2 separate regions of the Sus scrofa genome follow, and region 2 is linked to region 1. A link is a contact called in public Hi-C data. All regions are on one chromosome and are shown on one strand. Each heading gives the region's core, a stretch centred on a gene start, on an enhancer-like site or on the middle of the called end of the contact. The rest is flanking DNA. Distances are from core to core; before and after follow the strand shown.

Region 1 (5,975 bases), core at 1,913-4,412:
AATGGGACCTAATCAAACTGACAAGCTTTTGCACAGCAAAGGAAACCATAAACAAAACAAAAAACAACCTACGGAATAGGAAAAAATAGTTGCAAACCATGCAACCAATAAGGGTATAATCTCCAAAATATATAAACAACTCATCCAACTCAACAACAAAAAAACAAACAAACCAATTAAAAAATAGGCAGAAGACCTAAATAGACATTTCTCCAAAGAAGAAATATGGGTGGCCAGTAGGAACATGAAAAGATGCTCAACATCACTAATTATTAGAGAAATGCTAATCAAAACTATGATAAGATACCACCTCACACACCTCAGAATGGCCATGATAAATAAGTCAACAAATAACAAATGCTGGAGAGGGTGTGGAGAAAAGAGAACCTTCCTATACTGTTGGTGAGAATGTAAATTGGTACAACCACTATGGAAAACAGTATGGAGATTCCTCAGAAAACTAAATATAGAATTACATATGATCCAGCAATCCTACTCCTGGGTATATATCCAGACAAAACTACAATTGAAAAAGATACATGTACCTATATGTTCATAGCAGCATTACTCAAAGTAGCCAAGACATGGAAACAACCTAAATGCCCATCAACAGATAAATGGATTAAGAAGATGTGGTACATATATACAATGGAATACTACTCAGCCATAAAAAAGAACAAAATAATGCCATTTGCAGCAACATGGACACAACTAGAGAGTATCATACTAAGTGAAGTAAGTCAGAAAGAGAAAGACAAATTCCATACAATATTTAAATATTCTTAGTTAATCAATAAATAAAACAATTGTTTTTTAAAAGGCAGTGTGATTTGTCTACAGGATGGCAGAGGGAGAGCTGGTTGTCACCTGTCACCTTGGATGGATGGGCTGCAACAGTGGGGAGCTGTCCTGAGAAGGGCTTTGAGGCTACTATCCAGCTCAGCAAGGAGGAGCACTGTGACAGATGGTGACATTCATGAGGAGGACAGAGGTGCATATGGCTGTGCTTGCTGTCCCTCATCACCTGCCCAGCACAGAGGACAGGGGACATGGCACAGTGGCTTAGGACCCTCCAGAGGTCACAATTCTGAAGGACATGGTACTCATTCAACCCCCATGCTGAGAGGCTACTATGGGCAGAGCACAGGCTAAATCCACTTGAGGAATTAAATTTAAACTCTAGCTTAAGACACTTAGAACTTGGAGGAGGAGAGTGGGCCTGGTCACAGAGGCCCTGGAAGCCATACTCTGGAGACCACTGGTAGCCACCATGATTCAAAGGGGGAGATGAACATGACCCAATTACTGTGTTAAAGTAATGACATCCACCAGAGCTATAGGTCCAACAACCCACTGAGTGGCTGGCTGACCCTTTTGTTCAGAGGAGGCTCTGAAGGATTAAGATAGTCAAGGTCATATGCTTATAAACAGCAGCACTGGGACTGGATGTGAACTGGGTCCCAGTCATTCCACAGCCCCTGGTCTAAGCACTATGCTCCAGGTGAATAATGGACAGAGAGACAAGGGGATAGAGCTGGGCCCAGGCCCCAAAAAGGCCAGCAGAGTAGGGAAGACAAAGATGAGACAGAGATGAGGAGGGGACAAGCCAAGACACCGAGGAGAAAGAATTGCCAGCAGAGAAAGTCTTTAATAGAACAAATCTCCTTTTGTACTTTGGGGAGGGGAGGGAGGCTGCCATTTATTCAGCAAACACTGACAAGTATCAGGCACTATACTTGGCACTAGAGATCCAGGACAGAAGACACCGCCCAGCAGGAGCAAGACAGGCCACCAGGCCGTGACCACACATACCATGACCAGTGCCTAAGATGTGAACAGCATCAGGCACCCACCTGGGGCTGTGTCTTCATCCATTCACACTGCCGTGACAAAATACCACAGTCTGGTGGCTTATAACAACAGAAATTTATTTCTCACACTTCTGGAGGCTGGAAGTCTGAGATCAGGGTACTAGCATGGTCAGGTTCTGATGACAGCCCTCCTGGACTGCAGATGGCCAACTTCTCACTGTGTTCTTCTGTGACAGAAAGGGCAAGGGAGCCCTCTGGGGTCTCTCTGATAAGGGCACTAATCCTACTCAAGAGGGCTCCACCCTCATGACCTAAGCAGCCCCCAAAGGCCCCACATCCCAACCTCATCACATGGGCTTAGGATTTCAACATATAAATTTGGCAGGGGACACAAACATTCAGACCATAGCTGGCTGTCTAGGAGAGCTGAGGCAGAGTTCCAAGAATAGGCCTGAGCCAGACTGGACTCCAGTGCTGGGGGCTCTGGGGACCAGGTTGAGGTAATGACTTCGAAATGAGTCTCCGGGGGAGTCTAATCAATGACAGACATGATTGGAGCAATGGTTTACAAAGCAGGTGAGGCTGGAGGCAGGGAGGACAATGGGAGGCTGTGATGATCCCACCAGGAAGTGTGGAGGGGCTGAGTGCAACAATCATGCTGGATGGGAGGAAGATCCTCAGGGGGGCAAAAAAGACCACCTGTGAATCAAACTGGCCCAAAGGCAGAAGAGAGGGGGCAGGCAGGAGTGGCAGTGGGCAACCAAGCTTGAGCAGGACAGAGGTGCTTTCACCAGCAGGAAGTGAGAACAAGGAGGAGGTGTGAGGGTTTCAGTTCTGAAATGCTTGTTAGAGACAGCAAGGTCAGGGTGGCCATCCAAATACACAGCCCAAGCTGAGCAAAGAGACAGAGAAAGTCCATACCCCATATTACAGAGGAACCAAGGAGGCTGAGTGCACATGTGCCTGAGAGTGCATGCCTGCACATGCACATGCACACACACCTTATCTCCCCACACTAACTTCAAGTTGTTCATGTACTGGCCCATGGTTTATACTTCTCCAATCACAACTGAAGGAGCTTCAGGCTCTCCTGTTGCTCCCCACCCACCTCCCCCAGTCGCTTTCCTGGAGTCTAAGCCACCATTGCCCCATTACAAATCTAAAAAATATGTAATCCCCCCCCCTCAAAAAAAGAGCACAGTTAAACCAAAGTGACAGGTCATCTTCCCCAAAGCAAAATACATGTAGGAAAAAAATAATGCTGAAAAGTTCTGGCAGGGGAGAGCACATAAACACATTCCAAGGCATTGCATGACTTTTATGCAACATTGACTGAGCTGGTCAATAATTTAAGGGGAGGGGAAAAATCCTCAAGTTGACATAGCAACTGTCACATCGCATTACTCGGGCTACCATTTCCATACAGATGTCTTCCTTAAAGGAAAACACTTCCCCAGATGCCCTGTGAACTTGGGCGCCTCTTTGCCATGGAGAAAGAAACATCTGGTTTGCAGTATATTTGCCTCAGCCTCTCTGTGGTTCTCAGGCCTTTCTGGCCTTAAGCAATTTTGTTTTCATAAGTCGAGATTTTAACTCAAGGAAGTTGGGGTGAGATGGGGTGCCTGGATCCTGAGGCACAGCTGGACAGCCAGGTGTTAGAGGCAGAAAAGAAACCCACACCAGGGCTGGTCTACCTAGGAAAGGCATCCCTTTTGCGGCAGGGCAGGGGGAGGCTACACTCAGAATTTACCAGGCCAGGGATTGAACCCAAGCCACAGCAGTGACAACACTGGATCTTTAACCCACTGAGCCACCAGGAAAGTCCTAGGAAAGAAAATCTTAAAATCACAGGCTCCACCAAGGCAAGCACACTGAGTTTCTCAGGGCAGAGAGATGCGGACAGCCCAAGCTGTAGCAGTAAAACCCTCGAAGAAGCAGCCCGGCCCCTGGACAATGGCTTCATCCTTGACACAGAATATTTTCCTCGGGGTGTCTCTGTCTTCCAAATACCATTAGTCCCTTGGTAAGAACGAAATGTCTTTGTTTGTTTGTGGGATGCTGTTTTTCCCTATATTGAAATCCAACTCACAGTAAGTGCCGTCAATTAACATGGAATAAAGAAGAAAATCCCAAACAATAGCCAAAACACAGTGCTGTCACTGCAAATAGCCCTTCAATCTGTCATGGCCCAAGGAAAACAGAACTCTCTTCTCCATATGTAGCATGGAGCTCTCTTAGTTTATGTGAAGTTGGGTCCTGCTCAACCTGGGGACCACCTGACACTGGCCGAGCTTACAGGGCCACATGGGCACCTTAACCACCAAGAGGAGCAGGTATTCAAATCGAGGCTGAGTTTTTGGCCAGAACTCTTTTTCCCCCAAACTGTCAAACCCACTTAAGCGGGACTCCTCTAATTGGCAGGTGGGAGAATGGGACCCATTTCAGGCTTAGGTCTATCTCTGCAACATCCAAAAAGCAAATACAGACTTAAACAAAAGTTAACGTCCACAGGATCATGGGAGGCTACACCAGTAGGTGCCTGCTAACCAGGTTATTCCTACAAATTTGGGGTACAAGAGTCTGTGGGGTTCCTCACACTTCAAAGCCAGAAAAACTGCAATTACTTCCCAGATTTTACCAGGTTGGCAAGCCTCTCCTCCCATCATATTAGCTTGGTTTTTACCAGAGATACATAAACCACTTCACTGAGTCATGAGGATAGTGGATAGGCTCATTCAGCTAAAAAGAGCTGGGTTAGGAGTTCCCACTGTGGCTCAGCAGCAACAAACCCAACTAGTATCCATGAGGATGAGGGTTCAATCCCTGGCCCTGCTCAGTGGGCTAAGGATCCTGAGTTGCCATGAGCTGCTGTGTAGGTCGCAGACACGGCTCAGATCTCGTGTTGCTGTGGCTTTGGCGTAGGTTGCAGATTCGACACAAAGAGACCAAAAAAAAAAAAAGAGAGAGAGAGAGAGCTGGGTTAGCTCTGGGTTTAGTCTCATCCTTCCCACTCTCCAGGAAGCCAGATCTTTCCCTTCAAGGCACACTACTAGGAGCTGTTCCAACCAGGTCCCTTCTGGAGGTCAGAGATTCAAAGCTCCTCCCCCTGCCCCAAACCTGGGCAGCCTGGCCAGAGGTAAAAACATCCCAGAAAGGGCCTCCCAGTTCTGCAAAAGTGCTCTGGGCACCTCAGGAGCACACCTCACTTTCCACCCACCCATCCATCTTGACCCACCACCCACCTGCCCCAAATGGAGCACAGTGAAGGCCTGGCCCTGCGCCTGCCATGTCGCAATCCACCATCCCCCAGCCCATGACAGCCACTGGGAAGGTGGCTCCACAGCGGCTCTGGTTTCATCTGAATGTTTGCCTTGGCTCGTGCTGTCTCTGCAGGCCTAGGATGGGCATGCTTTTCCAAGAAAAAATCATCATTTTTCGATTCCCTGCTTGTTTTTCTCAGGGTGCACATGACATGCAATCACCAAAAAACCGTAAATAAATTAGCAGCAATTTGAAGGCTGAGTGTTATGCTTGGTCACAAAATGTCTTGGAAGTGAGCTGGGGGTATAGATGTTCCAATCAGGGAAGTCAGCATGTGGTAACACACACAACAAACAACCTTCCCTCCATCCTCCTTGTCCCCAAGGACCCTGCTTTCTGCTTCTCAGCCCTGCTGCCTCCCCTGCACAGGGAGTTCACCACACACCCTCCAGGAAATGACAGAAGGACTGCAAAGTGATATGCACCTGGGATCCAGGCTGATGATCAGACCCTTCCTCCAATTCGACAACCCAAAGACCCTGCAGACATCAGCTCAGGTAGCCCTCGCCTCAATTTTTTCCTTCCGCATCACCCAGAACTGCTGGCACCATCACTAAGCCCAGCCTCCCTTTGCCATCACCTCCCAGCCATCCCAAATCCGGTTTCCACTATTTCACCAACCCATATGCTTTCCACCAGGCAAGCTCTCAGCATCTCTACTCTGGGTGCTGACAGTCTCCTGAGGACTTGACATTTGTCCTCTCTTCTCTCCATCCTCCCTTCTGATCATGAGTAAGGCACTCTGTGAAGGTCTGAGATCCAACCCCAATCCCCACCCATCCTCCATAACATCACCAGCATCTTGCTGACACCCCTTACCAGGCATGGGCCAAGAGCTGTCAT
Region 2 (5,753 bases), core at 2,525-5,024, 570 kb after region 1:
TGCGCCTGGTGACTCTCATTAAGGGTCCACAAGGATCTTTAGTTCAGTTAGTTCACTAGGACTTTATTGCATTTTTACATTAATTTGTATGTCATTATATTATAATAGGATATATTACATATATACATTTTACATATATTTATATTGCAGTAGTATTTTATTATGTATTATATTTACATTATTATATATTATATTTAAATTTTTTTGCTACAGTAGGATACTGAGGATTTCTAAAGACCTTCCAATGCAATTCCTCTGACAACAAAGTTTTACTCTATCATCTAGAATCACCTGGCTTGACTTGAAACCAGAGGATCCTGCATCCTCCTGGGTCCTCTGTGTAACTCAAAACAGTTCTAGTTACCCCTCCCCTGCCTGTTTGACCTGTGAGTGTCATTTATGGCAGAAATGTTCACTATTAAAGTTTTTTCTCTACCATCTTTCTGACTGATGGTGCTACACAGGCAGGGTGGAGTGTTCTTGCCTGTCAGCTTCTCCTAGCCTCTTTTTTTTTTTTTTGTCTTGTCTTTTTAGGGCCACACCCACTGCATATGGAGGTTCCCAGGCTATGGGTTAAATCGGAGCTGTAGCTGTTGGCCTATACAACAGCCACAGCAATGCCAGATCCGAGCCGCATCTGAGACCTATACTGCAGCTCATGGCAACACCAGATCCTTAACCCACTGAACAAGGCCAGGGATGGAACCTGGTTCGTTAACCATGGAACCACAACGGCAACACCCCTAGCCTCTTCTAATAAAGAGAACCAAGATTTTTCTTAGGGACCCAAGTTGTCTTAGGGTCAAAAAGAGTCAGTGAAAGAGCCAGCTGAGATATGGACATGGTCAAATCAAGATAGTACTGTTGAATTTCTAGATCAAGCCATGCCTGAAGCTGACATTTCCATTATCAGTTTCATAGGGCAATTATATCTCTTTTTATGCTTAAACCAGTTTGGGTTGAGTTTCTGTCTTTTGCAAAAACAGAGTCCTGACCAGTACATAAAGCCAGTATATAGACATATCATTTCAACTGATTTCCCTACAAACCTAAACAGTTTACCCTACTTTGCTCCCCAAGACCTTCATATATGAAGAAGTCATTAAATCCTCACAACAGCTGGAACACAAGAGTTAAGGTCCATGGTCAAAGCTGCATAGCTCTGTTCCCCGAGTTCATTCTGGATGGCTGGAAGCCCGCGCACCTCCAAATAGGGCAGCCCCTGATATGACAGTGGAGCTGGGTCCCACCCGCTTCAAGGCATAGTCTAAGAGCAGAATCCAGGCAACTGAATGGAACCAAATTAAGATGTTGGGGAGAATGAAATGCAGAGTGAGGTGCAGAGTGAGGGCTCAGAGGCCAGCACATCTGGAAAGGACAAAGCAATTGCCATGGCTGCCGAGTCCCTCATCCCAAGAAGGACTCTGGTTCCTGGGATGGGGACATGGGCTCTGAAATGTCAAGGCAAACCCAGACAGTGCTGGTTCTCATGGAATCTGGGAACCAATAAAACAATGACTGGAAAGCAATGATCCGAAAGATATTCTTGCTGTAATTTTTCCACAGAAATATACTACGTAGCAAGCTAAGTAAATTCTTGGAAACCTGGAAACCCCCCAAAACTGGTAGATGCAGCTTTTTTTTTTCTTTTTTACTATTTTATGAAAAAGAGATAGAGAAAAACCACATTTCTTGGATTTAACTTTGTTCACACAAACTTTGGGTTTTTTTTTAAAGAAAAACTGGCACCGTTTAAGCATGGAAACTGTCACTCCAGTAACTTTTTAAATAGTTGCCTAGAATTGTGTGACTTGGAAAATTAATTTCTTTCCAGATGAAGAAACCCAAAACAGGTTTTCTAAGTGAAAATTATTGGTTCCCCCCTCCCCCATTCTCAGGAGGCAGAAGAAGCAACGGGCAGAGACCTGAGCATATGGGACGCTCAGCCAAACAAAAGGGCTGTCTGCAACTTGCCTAAAATAGAAAATAAAAGTTAGCAGAGCTTTCCGCCTGGCGGGCCCCTTTTCCGAGCCTCACAGGACGCTGCCCCAGAGCCTGTGTAATCAGTTAAAGCAGAAGCCCCAGAGCCCCATGGCTTCCTAACTTCCAGTCCCCTTCCGACCTGGGGAAGCAGGTTCACCCAACCAGAGTCACCTCCACAAGGTAGTGGCTTGTGCTTTGTTTTGCTGAAAAAATTCAAATCCCGTTAATGTTTTGGTTCTTTTTAAAGAACTTTGGACAATAATATACGTTACAAGAGCTTTATGTGGAGGAGGCACTAGAGAGGTGAGGTACCCTTCATTGTAGGACAAGCCTTGGCTTTGAAGTGTGAAGAACAGGGGTTCGAATCTCAGCTTTGCCCCTTGCTGTCCGTGTGACCTTATTCTCTCGGAACTCCGAGTAACAGGCGAGGATGACTCCTGGCTTGAGGGTCAGCAACGAAGGTGAGCAAGTGCTGGTCTGCACGTGCTTAGTGCTTGGGAACCTCCGCTAGCGTCCTGCTCCCGCCGGGAGAAGGCAGGTGGCTCACTTCACCTCCCCAGCTCACCTGAGAGGCTGGCAATGGCAGGCAGGAGGAGAGAGTGTGGGAGGGGCCGGGGTAGGAAAGAAATGAGCATCCAAGCTCGTACTAATCCTCACCTAGTACCTTATTAAAGTCCTTAAAGGAATTTGCATCGCGACCTCCCAGCTGACCGTGAACCTGAAGCCCGCATCCCATCGTGCACCCGCCGAGGGTTCACATGAAATCCACAACGGCAGTCACACCCTCAAACTGAAGCCGATTTTCCGATTTCGAAAGCCGGACTGCAGCATTAAAAAAGGCTTTGTTTTCTTCTTCTTCTCCCTCTCTTCCTCCTTCCTCCCCCGCCTCCCCGGGCCAAGTCTCTCCCAGCGCGCACACAAAAGAAGACCCCGAGGCCAAGGTACCGGAACCTGCGGGTTTGTTTACCACTTCGGGCGTCTCGGCGAGGTGCTGCCTGGCACCGCCACCTACCGGCGGGAGTCGGCCCTGCTCCCGGGAGCGGGCCAAAAACTGCCGGCCGATGACCCAACGCCGCAGGCATCTGAGGATAACCTTTCCCCTTTCTTTCCAAGACCAAATAAGGGGGCTCTTCCCTCAGCGTGCTGGGCCTGTGGCGGTTAGGCCAAGGGGCGTGGATTGGAGAATGCAGGAACGAGGCTGACAGTCCGCAAAACAACCGACCACATTGTTCCTGTGGCGGCCGGCCTCCTCCCTCCTCCGGGCGGGCACGGCCCGTGCCCAGGCGGGGCGCTCCCTGCCTCCGCAGGCGTGGAGAGCCGGGCGGGCGACTGGGCAGGGCAGCCGTCCCGGGGACCCCGAACCCCATCGGTAGCACTGCCAAGCCGCTGCCCCCACCCCAAGGAGTGGAGGGCAGGGTGCCCGCGGGCCCCGCCCCCTTGCCGCACTCCCCGCAGACCCTCAGGGCTGTGGGGCCGCAGAAGGGCGGGTCTCTGGGCCCTGGCGGGGCGGGGGGCGCAGACGGAGGGGAGCCAGGCCCCGCGGCCAGGCCTCGGAACCCTGGCATCGCCCCCGAGGGAGGGAGTCACTGGTGGTTGACAGTGTTTGGTAACCACAGAAACCAAGATTTGACCTATATTTTTGAATATGGCCTCAACTCTAGTTTTCCTTCTAGAAATCAAAGGGAGAGAGTCTGACCTGACTTGCTGTTGATTTTCCTCCTGCCCGGCGTTCCAGAATGCCACCCAGAAGGTTGGGCGAGGCGGGAGACCTCACTGGCTGGTTCGCCGTGACTTGGAGGGTGACAGTGCTCTGGGCCAGGAGCAGTGGCTGTACACATTCAGAGCCTCCTACCAACCCCAGGTCCTCCATGACGGTGGGGATATTTCTGGAGGGAAATTGGATGATTTTTACCAGGATTTTAAATGTTTACCATTTAACTACTTCCTCCCATTTCTAAGTTTTATTCTAAGTAAGTAAAGAGAATATGAATTCCGCTGATGGTCACAGCCCTGGTAATGTTGCCAACAACAGTTGGCCTTAACTGAACATTTACTATGTGCTGGAAACTGTTATAAATGTTTTATAAATATCTACTTACAACATTCTGCTGCAGTAGGTATTCTTAATACCCTTGTTTTATGGAGGAGGAACCCGCAATCAAAAGTTAGGTTTTCACTCAAAATCACCCAGCTGGGGAGTGGTAGAGGCAGGATTTATGCTTGGACTGTGGAGCTCCTGAGTCTGTGCCCTTGACCGCAACACTAAATGTTTATCAATGGGGATTTGATTAATTTAGAGTACATCCGTATAATGGAATACTCTCCAGCCACTTAAATAGTGATGTAGATTGGGAATAATTGGCATGGAAAAATGTCCATGACATATTATTGAGTGAAAACAGCTGGTTACACAACGGCGTGTATAACAGGATCGCACAGCTGTGCAGAAGGGCGCTTGTGGCAGTGCTAACTGTGGTCACCTGTGGGTGGTGGGGTTACAGGTGGCTCACTTCACAGGTATGTTTTCCGAATGTTGTTGAGCCCTTTCGGGAAATGAATGTGGGTTATTTTCCAATAAAAGAGCTATTTTATGGTGTGCCTTCTGGAGAAAATATGTGTTAGATAAACGTCATTCAGGCATGAGTTTCAGTTCTGTTGCCATGCATTCAATGCTAATGAATCAACAACATGTTTTAATGTGTCTTTAAACAGAAAAAAAGCTATTTCATTTTTTTAAAAATAAATGGATAAAGGAAATAACATTTCTTGATATGTACACACACACTTGAGATCACTGTCAAGGCTGGGCTCACATCCCACTATATCTCCGAAAGCCTTTCCTGATCTGTAACATTGGAAATTAGAGCTTCCCACACTCCTTACGTGTGAGAACTTGTGTCCAGACAGATATTCAGCTACGTGAGCACATACCTATGTTACCAGCTAAACTGTAAATTCCAGAACGGAGGTGTAGATTATTCAGCTTTGCCGGTACATCCCTTAGCATCTGCCACAGCACTTTTTTCCCCCTATGGTCATACCTGCAGCATATAGAAATTCCCAGGCCAGAGACTGAATCTAAGCCACAGCTGCAACCTATGTCACAGCTGCAGCAATGCCAGATCCTTTAACCTACTTCAATGGCCGGGAATGGAACCTGCACCTCCACAGCCACCTGAGCCACTGCAGTCGGATTCTTAACCCACTGCACCACAGAGTGAACTCCCTGTAGCACTTTACCCATTGCGGGTTTGAATATTTATCAGTAGATTGGTATGAACTCATAATGATGGAGTAATCCAAAGAAGAATTAATGATATAATTAATTTTTAGAATCTACTGCTTGGCACACACTAGGTGCTCCATAAATGTTTGCTAGGTGACTGAGCCCAGAGATGCTCTGCTCCAAGCAGCTCTTCCCCTTGAGAAATCAAAATGAGAGCTGCTGCTTCTTCTTCAGGGACCTCTGTGTACCAGGTGATTAGCCATCTATATCAGGCAGAGAGCTTGGGAGGAGCTGGCTCTGGTTAACTTAGCAGCAAAGAGTAACTCTTGAAATTGATGGGAAGGAGGGAGAAGGAGGCTTGGAAGTTGGGCACGAATAAAGTCAGGCAGAAGGAAGACCTGGCCAAGGTCACGCCAGGGTTCCCTGGGCACTACCATCCCCCAGTGGACACCCCATGCCAGGGCCAGAGCTTGATGCAGTAGGTGGATTCTGTCTTGTCCCTTCATCTTGGACCACTTTGCCCAAGATTCAAAGCCTCAGATGG

What was found. Hi-C and Micro-C count contacts between places; a contact is called where the count stands out from the background.
Region 2: a contact with region 1 is called in a Hi-C map of embryonic fibroblasts, with 2.6 times the contacts expected there. The contact joins two enhancer-like sites. A contact is called at or near these places in 1 of 5 promoter capture datasets (liver), 15 of 47 Hi-C or Micro-C datasets (adipose tissue, brain, embryonic fibroblasts and 8 more) and 1 of 2 datasets of contacts at active chromatin or transcription factors (skeletal muscle).

The regions. Positions count from the first base shown.
Region 1 is chr1:137,257,104-137,263,078 of Sscrofa11.1, forward strand. The region is part of intron 3 of FAM169B (protein FAM169B); the gene reads right to left. Among named protein-coding and RNA genes, the nearest start is that of FAM169B, 37 kb to the right of the region's middle. Within about 2 kb of position 3,163, at least 5 of the 83 cell types and tissues checked have an H3K27ac peak or open chromatin away from gene starts, as enhancers often do. A contact at or near this core is called in adipose tissue, embryonic fibroblasts and liver, where this site is marked.
Region 2 is chr1:137,822,912-137,828,664 of Sscrofa11.1, forward strand. No RefSeq gene overlaps it. Among named protein-coding and RNA genes, the nearest start is that of SYNM, 30 kb to the right of the region's middle. Within about 2 kb of position 3,775, at least 59 of the 83 cell types and tissues checked have an H3K27ac peak or open chromatin away from gene starts, as enhancers often do. A contact at or near this core is called in adipose tissue, embryonic fibroblasts and liver, where this site is marked.